2 separate regions of the Ovis aries genome follow, and region 2 is linked to region 1. Evidence: chromatin contacts called from public Hi-C data. All regions are on one chromosome and are shown on one strand. Each heading gives the region's core, a stretch centred on a gene start, on an enhancer-like site or on the middle of the called end of the contact. The rest is flanking DNA. Distances are from core to core; before and after follow the strand shown. Region 1 holds the start of WNT9A (Wnt family member 9A). Region 2 holds the start of LOC101103566 (RNA-binding protein with serine-rich domain 1-like).

Region 1 (7,243 bases), core at 881-3,380:
TGGGGCCACTGCAATAGCCCCCAAGCTGCTATGAGCTGGCAGCCCCTGATGAAAACCCTCATTCCCCTTCCACAGATGGCACTCATCTGTGTTGCACTGTGCCCTGCCCCCCGGTTGCTGGCTGGAGCCTCAGCTGGCCGCCTCTTTCTTTGGGACTTGCTGGGTGGCCAAAGGAGAACCCTCCACTCCCCATGGAAAGAGTCTCTATTAAGGCCTGCAGCGCCTTCCAGACACGTTTACAATCTCACCTTTCACTTTTTTGGGACGCAATCTCTGTGCCTTTAAAGATGTCATCAGTCTGCGTCCCCTCAGCTCATGCCTCATGCTTCTGGAGTGTGGCAGCCAGGACTTCAGGTGGAGGCCTTGGGGGTTGAACTCAGACACGTGGAAGTACGGCATGACAGGGTGTCCCCTAGCCCTCCAGCCTGGGTGGGCTGGAGCTGCTTTGGTGTTCTCTTTGCTGTGGCAGCCCTGTTGAAGTGGCTGAGTGTGGTGTGAGCAGACGAGAGTGTTGGAGAGCCCCCTCCTACATGAGGAGTCCCTGGGGTGGGGGATGACGTGAGGCTGGTCACACCCACAGAAGCAAAACCATGGGTGGAGGTTTCTGCAGCGCGACATTACAACTTAGAAAAAGACATTATGATTCCCTAGAGTTGGATGCCTCTCAGATGGGGAAATTGAGGCCCAGAGAGGAAGTGATTTGCCCACGCCCCATCTCCTCTCTGCCCTCTTTTCACCAGCCCAGCACTGGAAGGCCCCTAGGGAGGATGGGGTATGCTCAGTGGGTGGCCTTCTAGCAGAGGTGGGAGCCCAGGCATGTGTTGCGCTCCCTGCGCCACTCTCCGGGTACCTGTTTTGCCTTTCAGTCCTTGTTCTGACTCACGTCACTAAGCAGATCTTCAGAACCCATTAACCCAGCCTTTAGAGGTGCTCAGACCCCCAGACTCTGGGTCACTGTGCCCAGAAAGCAGCAGCTCAGTACGCATGGCTGATAGAAAACTGTGCTTTCCCCTGCAGGCCCAGGACTTGAGGGCCCCCACAGTATTGGCCAAGTGGATCCATGGAGCCTCTACGGTCACCTGAAGGCTGGCATTTCGTGGACACGTTTCCCATATCCTGAACCTCAGAGCTCTCCCCGCTGTGGCTGTTGACACCCTGGCCCAGCGGTCTCTAAGGATTCTCCTTGAACCCATCCTGTTGTTAATTTGTGTTATCTGTTTTAATCCGGGGTTTGGGTTCTCGGACCCTGACTTACTTCAGCAGTGACTCTGCATCGTCTCTCCTCCCTGTCCCTGGCAGCTCCTGTTGCCTCTACCCGTGCCAAGCCCCCTTCGTCCAGTCCTCACAGCAGAGGTTCTGAGAAGGAGGTCACCCGGGGATCAGCGCTGGCAGTGACCTCAGCCAGCTCCTCCTTCGATTTAAGAATAGGGAGACAAAGGTCCCAAAAGGTCGATCGACCTGGCCGCACCATCCCTGATCAGGTCGCCTCATTCCCAAGGCAACAAACCAGGGAGCAGCGCCCGGCTGGCCTCGCAAAGGCAGGGGCATCACCTGCTGGCTTGTCTCCCCTTTCACGCAAACTCCTCTGGGAGCCGACAAGCTAGCTCCAGCTCCGGGCTGACACCCGAGTCCCCCCGCGGCACCGCCCGCTTGAGCGGGGGCCAAGAGCTCCGCCCCGGCCCCGCCCCAGGTCGCACCCCGCCCCCGCAGCTGCACCGGACCTCCCACTTCCAGATTCCGCCGGCGTCCCCACTCGCCCGCTCGCACCCGGCTAGCCGCGCAGCGCCAGCCTCGCCGCCTTGCCCCGGGCCACCAACACTCCGCCTCGGCTCCACCCACGCCCGCCGCCGCTCGCGGGCTCGCTCCCTTCCCCGGGCCCCCGCCCCTTCCGGCCGCGCCGGCTCCCACCCGCCCCTCGCGTGCCTCGCTTCCCACGCGCGAGGCGCGCCCGGGGACCCGCGCGGCCCGCGGGCGGCGGGGCCGGGCGGCGCGCCGGCTCGGGTTTCGGCCCGCCCCCGGCGCCGGCGTGACCCCGCCCCGGGCGCGGGCGGGGCCGGGCCAGCTGGCCGGCGCCCCGCCCCCGGCCTGGCGCTCCGGGCGCTATAAGAGGGCGGCGGCCGCGGGGCGCCCAGCGCGGGGCCGGGAGCGCGATGGTCAGCCGCCGCGGCGCGGCAAGATGCTGGATGGGCCCCTGCTGGCGCGCTGGCTGGCCGCGGCCTTCGCGCTGACGCTGCTGCTCGCCGCGCTGCGCCCCTCGGCCGCCTACTTCGGGTAGGTGCCTCGGCGGCCCGGCGGGCGGGGCGGGCGGGCCGGGCCCGAGGCCGGCGCGGGCGCGCGGGCGGGGGCGACCCAGGTGCGCGGGGCGCGGAGCCCGGGCTAGCGAGGGGCGCCGGGTTGCCTGGAGCTGTTTGTTTGCGGCGCCCGCGTCGCTGGGTTCGGGAGTCGGTGTCCCTGTGGCACGGCTCTCGCAGAGGGGCCGGCGTGCCCGGCTGGCTGGCGTGAGGCCCCGGTCCTTCGTGACCCCGGAGCCGTAGTCCCTGTGGCCGCGCCCGCGGCCGTGCGCGAGGCTCCCTGCAGCTGCGGGACCAAGCTCTGGTTATCGGCTGCCTTTGGCTGGGATTTCTAGCCAAACGTCTGGAGCCTCCCTGGCCCCTGCACACCCACCCGCCTTGCAGTTTCCCCCTCCTTTCTCTCCCCGAGAAGTTAATTTAACAACAACAAAAAAATACGTACAAAATCCAGATGTTCCTTGCACTGAGCCCCAAAGGGGGAAAAACTCCAGGCTGGAGGAATTTTATTTTTCTTGCGCTTTGCTTCTGACGTTCGCTCGGGCCGCGACCCGCGGGAGCGCGTCTGTGGGACCTCTCTGGTGCGCCGGGCCCGGGCGGGCTGTGAATGCTGCCTCCAGCCGCCTCCCGGGTCGCTGCCCCGCGCGCTTCTCCGCAGCAGCAGTTTTCGTGGTTTTGGCTCGTCTCTCCCCATCGTTCTTTCCTGCCCTTCCTGGTTCCTCGCCCCCAGATCTGGGATGTCCTGCCAGGCGAGCTCTGGGGACCCTCGCTGTACTCTGCAGATGGGCCCCCCGAGGTTTGTGTGGCATCGTGTAGGCAGCCCTCCGGCTCTCCCCAGCCGCCCCGCCTCCTGCCCCCGTGCCACTCCTGGAGCGGAGGCCACCCTCGAGTCCCGCCCAGACCCCGTCCGGGGTGCCTTATGCCCGTTCCGGGCTGCCGCCCTGCGCCCGTTGTCACCTGTTCCCTCTCCCGTGGACCAGGCGCGGCGCGCAGCGGCCTGGCCGGCAGAGGGCCCCGTTGGTCCAGAAATGTGGCACTGCCAGGGCGGGGAGAGGCAGACTGGGCGAGAAGCCCTGCAGGTGTATCCTGTTCTCAAAGAAAATAAAATATTTTCATGGGAAACTTTCCCTTTGTGTTTTTCTCCCCGCGCCCACTTCTCCTGTTCCCTTCCCCTGGGTTGTCTCCCAGGGTCAGCTCCTTGTCTTCTTACCCTGGAGACCCCACCCCGAAGCCAGGGCTGTGGCTGAGTTCGGCCTGCCTGGGGCTCAGGCTGTGCAGAGGCTGGCACGCCCCTGCATGCCATCTGTGCAGCCTTTGCCTCACCCTCTCGGGCAGAGGGAGGGTCAGAGGCTGGCTGTCTGGCTGCAGGTCCGCGGTGAGTCACGATGGCCTGTCAGCCAGCTGTGCCTTTGCGCTGTCCAGGCGCTGCCGTGGGTCTGCTCACCAGGCTCCAGACACACCCTGGGCTCGTCTGCGCCACTCTGTGCTCTGTGCGGAGTCCCTGCTGCCCGCTTTTACTCTCCGGGAAGGTCGGATCCACAGAGTGGTTTTCAGGGTCCTGGCTCCCATCCTTCACCCCCACCCCTGCAGCATCTCTCTTTCTCCCTGTTTTCTCTGCGCTTTGTACCTCCAGGGAAGTCTCCTTGGCTCCCTTGAAGAGAATAACCCCCAGGGGCTGTGTGGCAAGTTGAGAGGGCTTGGCGCCCCTGCGGCTTCTCCAGCTAGCCCTTTTGGCCCTGCTTTTAAATCCCAGAGGTCACCTCAAGTGGGCTTCTCAAGTCCTGCCCCGTGGAAGACTGCCCCAGAGGAAGAGGCTGTGCTTGCTCTGCTGGAGGGCCACTTCCCCTCTGTCTCCTCCACACCAGGCAAGAGAGAAAAGACTCAGCTTGGTGGACGAAAGTCCTGGAGGGGTGGCAGGCTCCGTGCCAGCTGAGCAAGCAAAGGAGGGAAGGGATCTGGTGCTGGAGTCCACTCAGGATAGCGCAGGGCGTAAAGACCCAGCCTCCGGCCGGCAGTGAGCGGCTGAACCTGGGTCTGGGGCGTTTTCTCCTGGCCTAGTAAAGGGACAGGAGCCAGAGGGTAGGGGGAGGAGGAGATGGCCCAAGGCAGGCAGGGCTAGGCAGGGCTGGGCCAGAGCCAGGGGGCCTCCCTGTGCCTTGTGCTGGGGCTCCCCTCCCCACCCCGAGTACGGAGGGAACCGGGGAAGGAGCTGGGATCCAGCCCTCCTCTCCCTTCCCCCACTCTGAAAGCTCTGCCTGGCACAGAGGCGCACAGGCAGGGCAGCTCCAGTTACAGCCCAGAAACCCGGAGAGGCTGGCCTGGGGGAGGATCACGTGGGCGGTGGGAGCCCTCCCTGCCCTGCCCCCCCACCCCCCTCGGCCTGCAACCCAAGCCGCCCTGCCTCTGCTGTCCTCCTCAGCCTCTGGCCACCAGGCTGGGCCCCGCAGGTCATCTGCCTGCCATGGAAAAGGGGCTCCTCTCTCTTCCTGCCAGGCCTGACCCTGCTTTTCGGCGTGATTAGCAGGTGGTGTTTCCATCTGATTCTCCTGGGGCTACCGAGATGTCTGTGCTCTGGGGGCCTAGACAGCTTGGCCTGATGCCCTCTTGGAAGGAAGTGGAGCCTGGCTCTAAGCAGGAAGAGGCTGTCCCAAGGGCTTGCGGCAAGTTTGAGATATAAACTTGGACACCCCTCCTTGCCACCAACGACCTCCCCCTCTTCCCCCTGCCGCCCTGTCCCACTCAATAGATCTGGGTGGGCTCTCCGGTACTCAGCTTCTCTCTGGGTGTTATCCTCAGGTGAGAATATGGAGGTAAAGGGTGGGTCACGTATGCTGAAAGCTGCTCAGGAAGGGATGCCTCAGACCCTGGGGCGAGCTACCGTTGTGCTTCTCTGAGGCTGGAGTTAGGGACTGGGGCTGGGATTTGGGGATCTGTGCCAGCCAAAGCATTGCCTGGGCTCCCTGGCACTTTACTGCCTTTTTCTTAGAGGTCCCATGTGCTGAGCCAGCCCCCAGCAGAGGCCCCTAGGGAAGCTGCGAGACAGGCATCCAGGAGCTGCCCAGGCGAGTGGAGGCCTGAGGCTTCCAAGGAGATTAATCTTCAGAGGAAGCAAGAAGGGGCACAGTGAGCACTGAGGCTCTTCCAGGTGTTGGCCTCAGCACTCCATGTTACACTGGAAGCATTTGCAGGTTACCGAGGGGGAGCAGGGCACTGCTGTGAGGTCTGTGGGTTTGTCCCAACTTTCTGCTCCAGGCAGCCTGGAGGCCTGCATGCGTGAGGCAGCACAGGCATGCCGTTGAGGGCTTCCCTAGTCTATGAGAGGTGCTGGCAGTCAATGTAATTGGCAGCTGAGGTGCTCTGGACTGTTGCGAATGGGGGGCGAGTGCTTTTTGTTATTGAGATGTAACTCACATCCTCTCTATTAGTTGATGCGTACAGTTCAGTGGTTTTTAATACATCCACAAGGCTGTGCAACCAGCACTGCTCTCTAATTCCAGAACATTTTCATCACCCCAGAAACTTTATATCCCCCTCCCCTTCCCCCAGCCCCTGGCAACCGCTAATCCACTTTCTGTTTCTGTGGATTTGCCTGTTCTGGACATTTCATATAAACGGAATCATACCGTATGTGGCTTTTCGCATCTGGCTTTTTTCACTGAGCATACTGTTTCCGAGGTTTATTCACATTTGTAGGATGATTCAGTGTATCGTTCCTTTTTGTGACTAAATAATATTCGACTGGGTGGGCATGTGACTGCTCTCTTCCATCTGTTCATCTGTTGATAGGTACTTGGGTAGTTTCAACTTTTTGGGTGTTGTGGATAATGCTTCCATGAAAATTGGTTTACAGTTTTTTTTTTGTTTTTTTTTTTTTTTTGTGGACGTATGTTTTCAGTTTTCCTGGGTATATACCTAAAAGTAGAATTGTTGGATCATATAGTAATGCTGTGTTTAACTTTTTGAGGACCCACCAAACTCTTTTTTCGATAGCATCATTTTGCATTCCCACCAGTAAGAGGGAGGGTTCCAATTTCTCCATATCCTCGCCAATGCTTCTCTGATTTAAAAAAAACATTTTTTAAAAAAAAATTCTGGCCGTCCTGATAGACTTGAGGTAGTATCTCATTGTAGTTTTCATTCACATTTTCCTGATGACTGGCTTCCACAGTGTTTCAGAAGGTAAAGAATCTGCCTGCAGTGCCGGAGACCCAGGTTCAATTCCTGGGTTGGGAAGGTCCCCTGGAGTAAGGGAATGGCTACTTACTCCAGTATTCTTGCCTGGAGAATTCCATGGACAGAGGAGCCTGGCGGGCTATAGTCCATGGGGTTGCAAAGAGTCAGACATGACTGAGTGACTAACACTTCCCTGATAGCTTGTGCTATTGAGCATCTTTTCATATGCATGGCGGCTATTTGCAGTGTCTACTTTGGGGAAATGTCTATTCAGTTTCTTTGCCTAATTTTTAGCACAGTTGTTTGTCTTTCTGTCGAGACATAAGAGCTCTTTAAATGTTCTAGATCTCTTCTTGGATTGAGGAGAGCCTGTTTTCTTGACCTGTGAACCAGCATGCTGCCTCTCACCCTATAAAGGGTTTGCATCCGTGGACCGTCCCTGCTTGGCCCCGGTGGACTGTGTGGGCTGGGGTGAAGGTTCACTTGCTGGGGTCTGGTCTGGGATTAGGGCTTTGCCGCAGAGTGGGGCTAGCTGGCGGCCCTGGCACTGTACTTAAGGGCTGCTGTCGTGGGGTGGGGGTGGTCTCTCAGTGTGGGTCAGGGAGGGTCAACCTCCTCTGCTTCTCTGAATACTGAGCGTTGGGTTCAACTTGGGGTCCTGTGTGGCCACATGCCTGCTGGCTGCTTCAAGGAGAGGCTTCTAGCTGGTCCCTGGAGTAGAAAGAAGGAGAGAAGGTTTCCAGGGCTGGAGGAGCCGGCCTGACGGTAGAATGACGAGGCTG
Region 2 (7,168 bases), core at 3,801-6,300, 540 kb after region 1:
GGCACGCCTCAAAGCTTTTGCTATTGAATCCAACCATTTCTTCCATCATTAAATATGCAGTAAGCACAGCGTCTATTTTTTCAGCCTCTCCTCCATCTTAGTAACCGTATTTTATAACTAAGAACTTGTCAAAGCACTCTTTGTTGTGTCTCCCCTGGGTATTTTGTTTGCTTGTTTGTGTGAGTCAACGGACAGTCAGTGTAAAGATCCGTACTGAGCTGAATATACAGGTCACACACAGTGTCTTTGTGCTTTCTTCTCACTCCTTTAGTGTTTCAAATTTTCAAGTTTATTTTTAGGATATATTTTGAATTAATGCAGATTAAATCTGTATTTTCCTTAAGTCGTTTATTAAATCATTTTCTAACTTATTGAAATGCTAGTTTCATCACATAGCAAGCTCCCTTGTATACAAGGAAGTGTTCCTGCACCCTCTGCATTAGTCATTCAGTTGGTTGGTTGTTTTTTATTCTCTTTCCTTCAGTAACAAAATTTACATAATGTCTCTGCATATCACCTTTTTCATCTTTCCTATCATGGTTCTTTAAAAAAAAAAAAAGTTCTTACTTCTTCCTTAACAATGTCTATTCCATGTGAATTTGACAATCAAACTTTCCATTTTTTAAAAAATATGTTATAGTTCTAACTTTACTGACTTGAATCAAATAGTTTGAGTAAAAGTTACAGTATGGTAATTACTGATAAATTTAACATTTCCCTATTTAATCAAAGTTCTTATTTCATATTGCTTTATCATTTTTATTTTCTCTATGCATTTGTTTAAAGCCAATGATTTTTCTTTTGTTTTTCCTACCCTCTGTTTACTTTACTTTGCTCTTCTAATTTCTTGAACTGGAGATTTTAACGTGGATTTGAGACATTTCCTGTTTCACATTGTATTTATTTAGTTTTATAAATTTCCCTCTTGGCATTGCTTTGGCTATATCTCATAAATTTTGACATATTGTATTTTGATTTTTAATTATTTCAATGAAGATTTAAATTCCTTGACAGTTCTTATTTGAATCATGGGTCATTATATATGTGTGTTCTTTAACTTACAATTGTTTTGAGATTTATATCTTATTTTATTGACTGGAGATTGATTCCATTGTAGTCAGAGAACATTCTCTGTATGATTCAATTCTTTTAAATGTATTGAAGCTTGTTTTATGACCCAGAATATGGTCTATCTCAGTGAGTAACACATTGGTGCTTGATAAGAATGTATATTCTGCTGTTGTTGGATTGATTGTCCTACAAATACCAATTGAGTGCAGTGTGTCAGCTGGATCCTGTTGATTGGTGCCATTGTTCTCCTATAAGCTTGTTGACTTTCAGACTAGTAGTATTGTTGGGGAGGGTGTTGGAATCCTAATCATAATTTTGGATTTCTCTATTTTTTTATTCACTGATATCAGTTTTATATGAATAACCCATGTCCAAGGTAAGAAAACCCAAGTAAGATGGTAGGTGTTGCAAGAGGGCATCAGAGGGCAGACACACTGAAACCATAATCACAGAAAACTAGTTAATCTAATCACATGGACCACAGCCTTGTCTAACTCAATGAAACTAAGCCATGCCCTGTGGGGCCACCCAAGATGGATGGGTCATGGTGGAGAGGTCTGACAGAATGTGGTCCACTGGAGAAGGGAATGGCAAACCACTTCAGTATTCTTGCCTTGAGAACCCCATGAACAGTATGAAAAGGCAAAATGATAGGATACTGAAAGAGGAACTCCCCAGGTCGGTAGGTGCCCAATATGCTACTGGAGATCAGTGGAGAAATAATTCCAGAAAGAATGAAGGGATGGAGCCAAAACAAAAACGATACCCAATTGTGGATGTGACTGGTGATAAAAGCAAAGTCTGATGCTGTAAAGAGCAATATTGCATAGGAACCTGGAATGTTAGGTCCATGAACCAAAGCAAATTGGAAGGGGTCAACAGGAGATGGCAAGAGTGAATGTTGACATTCTAGGAATCAGCAAACTAAAATGGACTGGAATGGGTGAATTTAACTCAGATGACCATTTTATCTACTACTGTGGGTAGGAATCCCTTAGAAGGAATGGAGTAGCCATCATGGTCAACAAAAGAGTCCAAAATGCAGTACTTGGAAGCAATCTCAAAAACAACAGAATGATCTCTGTTCGTTTCCAAGGCAAACCATTCAATATCACAGTAATCCAAGTCTATGCCCCAACCAGTAACACTGAAAAAGCTGAAGTTGAATGGTTCTATGAAGACCTACAAGACCTTTTAGAAGGTCAAAAGGACACCCAAAAAAGATGTCCTTTTCATTATAGGGGACTGGAATGCAAAAGTAGGAACTCAAGAAACACCTGGGGTAACAAGCAAATTTGCCCTTGGAATATGGATTGAAGCAGGGCAAAGACTAACAGAGTTCTGCCAAGAGAACGCACTGGTCATAGCAATCACCCTCTTCCAACAACACAAGAGAAGTCTCTACACATGGACATCACCAGATGGTCAACACCAAAATCAGACTGATTATATTCTCTGCAGCCAAAGATGGAGAAGCTCTTGCAGCAAAAACAAGACTGGGAGCTGACTGCGGCTCAGATCATGAACTCCTTATTGCCAAATTCAGACTTAAATTGAAGAAAGTAGGGAAAACCACTAGACCATTCAGGTATGACCTAAATCAAATCCCTTATGATTATACAGTGGAAGTGAGAAATAGATTTAAGGGCCTAGATCTGAGAGATAGAGTGCCTGATGAACTATGGGCGGAGGTTCATGACATTGTACAGGAGACAGGAACCAAGATCATCCCCATGGAAAAGAAATGCAAAAAAGCAAAATGGCTGTCTGGGGAGGCCTAACAAATAGCTGTGAAAAGAAGAGAAGCAAAAAGCAAAGGAGAAAAAGAAATATATAAGCATCTGAATGCAGAGTTCCAAAGAATAGCAAGGAGAAATAAGAAAGTCTTCCTCAGCGATCAATGCAAAGAAATAGAGGAAAACAACAGATTGGGAAAGACTAGAGATCTCTTCAAGAAAATTAGAGATACCAAGGGAACATTTCACGCAAAGATGGGCTCCATAAAGGACAGAAATGGCATGGACCTAACAAAAGCAGAAGATATTAAGAAGAGGTGGCAAGAATACACGGAAGAACTGTACAAAAAAGATCTTCATGACCAAGATAATCACGATGGTGTGATCACTCACCTAGAGCCAGACATCCTGGAATGTGAAGTTAAGTGGGCCTTAGAAAGCATCACTACGAACAAAGCTAGTGGAGGTGATGGAATTCCAGTTGAGCTGTTTCAAATCCTGAAAGATGATGCTGTGAAAGTGCTGCACTCAATATGCCAGCAAATTTGGAAAACTCAGCAGTGGCCACAAGACTGGAAAAGGTCAGTTTTCATTCCAATCCCAAAGAAAGGCAATGCCAAAAATGCTCAAACTACCACACAGTTGCCCTCATCTCACATGCTAGTAAAGTAATGCTCAAAATTCTCCAAGCCAGGCTTAAACAATACGTGAATGGTGAACTTCCAGATGTTCAAGCTGGTTTTAGAAAAGGCAGAGGAACCAGAGATCAAATTGCCAACATCCACTGGATCATCGAAAAAGCAAGAGAGTTCCAGAAAAACATCTATTTCTGTTTTATTGACTCTGCCAAAGCCTTTGACTGTGTGGATCACAATAAACTGTGGAAAATTCTGAAAGAGATGGGACTACCAGACCACCTGACCTGCCTCTTGAGAAACCTGTATGCAGGTCAGGAAGCAACAATTAGAACTGGACATAGAATAACAGACTGGTTCCAAATAGGAAAAGGAATACATCAAGGCTGTATATTGTCACCCTGTTTATTTAACTTCTATGCAGAGTACATCATGAGAAACGCTGGGCTGGAAGAAGCACAAGCTGGAATCAAGATTGCCGGCAGAAATATCAATAACCTCAGATATGCAGTTGACACCACCCTTATGGCAGAAAGTGAAGAGGAACTAAAAAGCCTCTTGATGAAAGTGAAAGAGGAGAGTGAAAAAGTTGGCTTAAAGCTCAACATTCAGAAAATGAAGAAGTGACTTTACAAGTCACTAGACACCTTAGCAACTTCCTGTATCTTCCTTTTCCGGAAAGAATGTAACCAGAAAGCAAGTTCAGGTGCTTCACACACTGTGAGGCCAAAAAATGTCACAGCATCAGAGTTTGGAACAAAGAGAGTTTACTGCAGGGTCATGCAAGGAGGTGGGTGGCTCATGTGTTTAAAACTCCTAATGTTTGCGGATAAAGATTTAGGAACCTCTCCAATGCCTTTGATCTGAGAGAGGGTGTGTCCTCTTGATTGGGTTGTCCCCTGATTGGATTGTCCAATCTCTTCGCCTATAAAAGGAGAATCAGAGGCAGAAGTCTGTAGACTTCAGCAAGTCTGCATCTCAGGAGTGGTCAGAGGACAGCTCTTGGAACTGGGGGAACCTGCATAGACCAGATTTCCAAGCCAGCCTCTTCTGGTGAGTGTAGAAACCACAGGGGAGTGTTCATGTATATGGTTCTTACTTTTGCGCAATCTCTTTACTTTACCAGGTAGTGGCCCTTAAAATAAATTATCTTATTAAAAGTTATTTCTTTAATGTTAGTATTAAGAAATATTCCACATTTCGTACAGTTTTGTGTATGAACCTTTCTCGGGATAATAAGCCAGATTTTTTTTTTTTTTTAATAAAATCACTCTTAAGTAGAAGCAGTATTTGCTCAGGCTGTTTGCATAGTTCTCTCTGGAAAATGTTTTACCCACAAAGTGCTTGGTTGGTTTGTTTGCTTTTCTCTCTTTTTAAAAATTCAGTTCTCTGCTCCATAAGTCATCAGCTTGGCCTTCCCCAACCTCTTCATCAGTTGCTATTAATGTTTTTCTCTCCCCTTACTTCTCTTCCTTCATATCTCCCTCTTTCTCCTGCCGCTGTGATGGCCTTATTGATTATTATAGTGCTTTATTGTACCGAACACTGGTAAGCCTTTTTTACTCCATCAACTCTTTCTCTCCAGATACTGAGGAGCACGATAGAGAGATGGCACCTTCTCCCACCAGATGCAGAGAGAACTCTGATGAGCAGTCCAGGGATCGCTCTAGAGATAAAACCGGCCCCAAGGAGTCACGCGAGAAGTACCGTGGCAGGGCTAGAACTCGAAGGTGGAGCGGCACTTCCAGTGGCAGCAGCAGCTCCAGGTCTCCGTCCAGCGGTAGCACCAGCTCGGGCTCCAGCAGCGGCTCCAGCTCACCTTCAGCATCCAGCCGCTCAGGACGTTCCAGCACGTCCTGCAGCTCCAGCTCCAGCTCCAGCTCCAGCTCCAGCAGCTCCCCCGGCTCTTTGAGGCCTTCTTGGCTTAGAAGAGGAAAGAGACAGCGGTCTCACCCCAAACAACCCGAAAGAGATGAAAAGGAAGGGAGAAGGCACAGCCCTTCCCCTAAACCCACCAAGCTGCACATCGTGAGACTCACCAGGAACGTGACCAAGGACCACATCCGGGAGATATTCTCCACCTTCGGGAAAGTCAGAGTGATTGACATGCCTGTAGAGAGGATGCACCCCGGTCTGTCTGATGCTTATGTGGAGTTCGAGACTCCAGATGGGGCTGAGAAGGCGCTGAAGTACATGGATGGAGGACAAATTGACGGCCAGCAGATCAGGGCCACCGCTGTGCCACCCCCAGGCGACTCAGCCCTCGCAGGAGAATGCAGTCACTGCCCCCCAGATGGTGCGGGTCAACCTCACAGAGGAGAAGGTGGTCGCCTTCCCCTTGGCTCAGGTCCCAGAAGCGCTGGCGACCCCGCTTCCCTCGCCGCCCCCCTCCACCGGAGCCGCTTCAGCTCCAGGTCCTCCAGAAGCTGAAGGCAGCAACCGAGGCTTGTCCCAGGGCAGCAGAGTTCCCGCTGCAGTGGTATGGGGTCGTGCTTGTAAAGATGCCCTCCACAGTTCTGGCTAGAAAACTCTGGTTCTAGTTCCTGAGAATCTGTTTAATGACAACGCCAGCAGGGAGGAGCAGAGCCAGCCAGGTGGTGCAACCGGCCCAGCCTGGGAACTCGTTTTCCCATTCCACCGATGACCGAGGCCCGATCCGGTGGCCTGGTGCTGCCCTGACCTGTCTGCCTGCAGAGTCCAGCAGTGATGCCTCTCCTGTTAGCCCGGCCCTACTCTCCTGCTAGGGTCCTTTTCTGACCTCTAGAGTCAGATACCTCCTGTGATCTGCCCAAAATGGTTCTTTTCACATGTGTATGTACACACACACGCACACAGCTCCCTTCTCTGAAACTGGTGAGTAAGTTGAGAGCCAGCTCTGCAGGGTCCCCATAGAACCACCACTGGTGGTCCTGCAGGTTACCTTGGCAACATGCCCTTGCTTTTTCAGCTTTTACTGTATAGCAGTACTATAAATTTTCTGTTTTTTAGCTTTGTAGTATTTTAGATAATGTTGTGTCTATACTTTGTTGTGTACAGTAAAAACAATTGTGTTGAATAAATCTAGGATTTAAGTGGAAAAAAACACCTTTTCTCTCATCAACATTCAAATAAACTGGGGCAATGACTTTGTTCAATGAATTTCTGAATCATAGATTTCAGTCCACACCTTGGCATGTAATAAGTGCACTGTAAATGCGAGGATCAATTGATTTTGCTTCAAAACCAGGAAATAATGAGTGTTGAAAGGGGTAGTGTTAATAACTATGGCAGGACAACAAGAATAAAATCATATTTTTAGCTTTTCACTCTAAAAACATATCTGAAGACAGCAATGATTGATTTAAAAGAAAGTGTACTGATTAGGTTAACATTTGAAGCAGATTATTGTGATCAGAGTGTTAAATGAATTAAGAGAGAAAGGATGTGAAATCACAGTGACAGTTGATTGCAGTCTACGGCCAAAGAGGCGGTATCATTGTGTAACTGAAGTTGAGTGACTTTCTGAGAAAAGTTAGAAACTATTTTTGGAGTTTGAATGGTTTCTTTCAACAAAATATCTGAGCTCTTTAGATGGGCGAAGTGAATAAGTGAGTGTGTCAATGTAAACCATTAAAGCTCACTTTACTCTTCTCTTCATAGCGTATCCAACTTAGTGAGAAAATCAACATGGAATGAAGAGATGATAATACATATACAATTCAAAATTAGAAAACTAGTGGAGAAAAT

The links. A called contact is a pair of places that touch in the nucleus more often than the background predicts.
Region 2: a Hi-C map of mixed tissues shows a contact between it and region 1, with 5 times the contacts expected there. The contact joins the promoter of LOC101103566 here to the promoter of WNT9A in region 1. A contact is called at or near these places in 5 of 16 Hi-C or Micro-C datasets (blood, mixed tissues, muscle and 2 more).

The regions. Positions count from the first base shown.
Region 1 is chr5:2,907,684-2,914,926 of ARS-UI_Ramb_v3.0, forward strand. WNT9A (Wnt family member 9A) reads left to right here and starts at 2,131. Exons shown (of 4, transcript XM_027969329.2): 1 at 2,131-2,271. The coding sequence starts at 2,177. LOC121819576 (a long non-coding RNA gene) reads right to left here and starts at 1,647. Exons shown (of 3, transcript XR_006059799.2): 1 at 249-1,647.
Region 2 is chr5:3,446,514-3,453,681 of ARS-UI_Ramb_v3.0, forward strand. LOC101103566 (RNA-binding protein with serine-rich domain 1-like) reads left to right here and starts at 5,051. Exons shown (of 1, transcript XM_042249430.1): 1 at 5,051-5,872. The coding sequence starts at 5,051. The coding sequence ends at 5,872.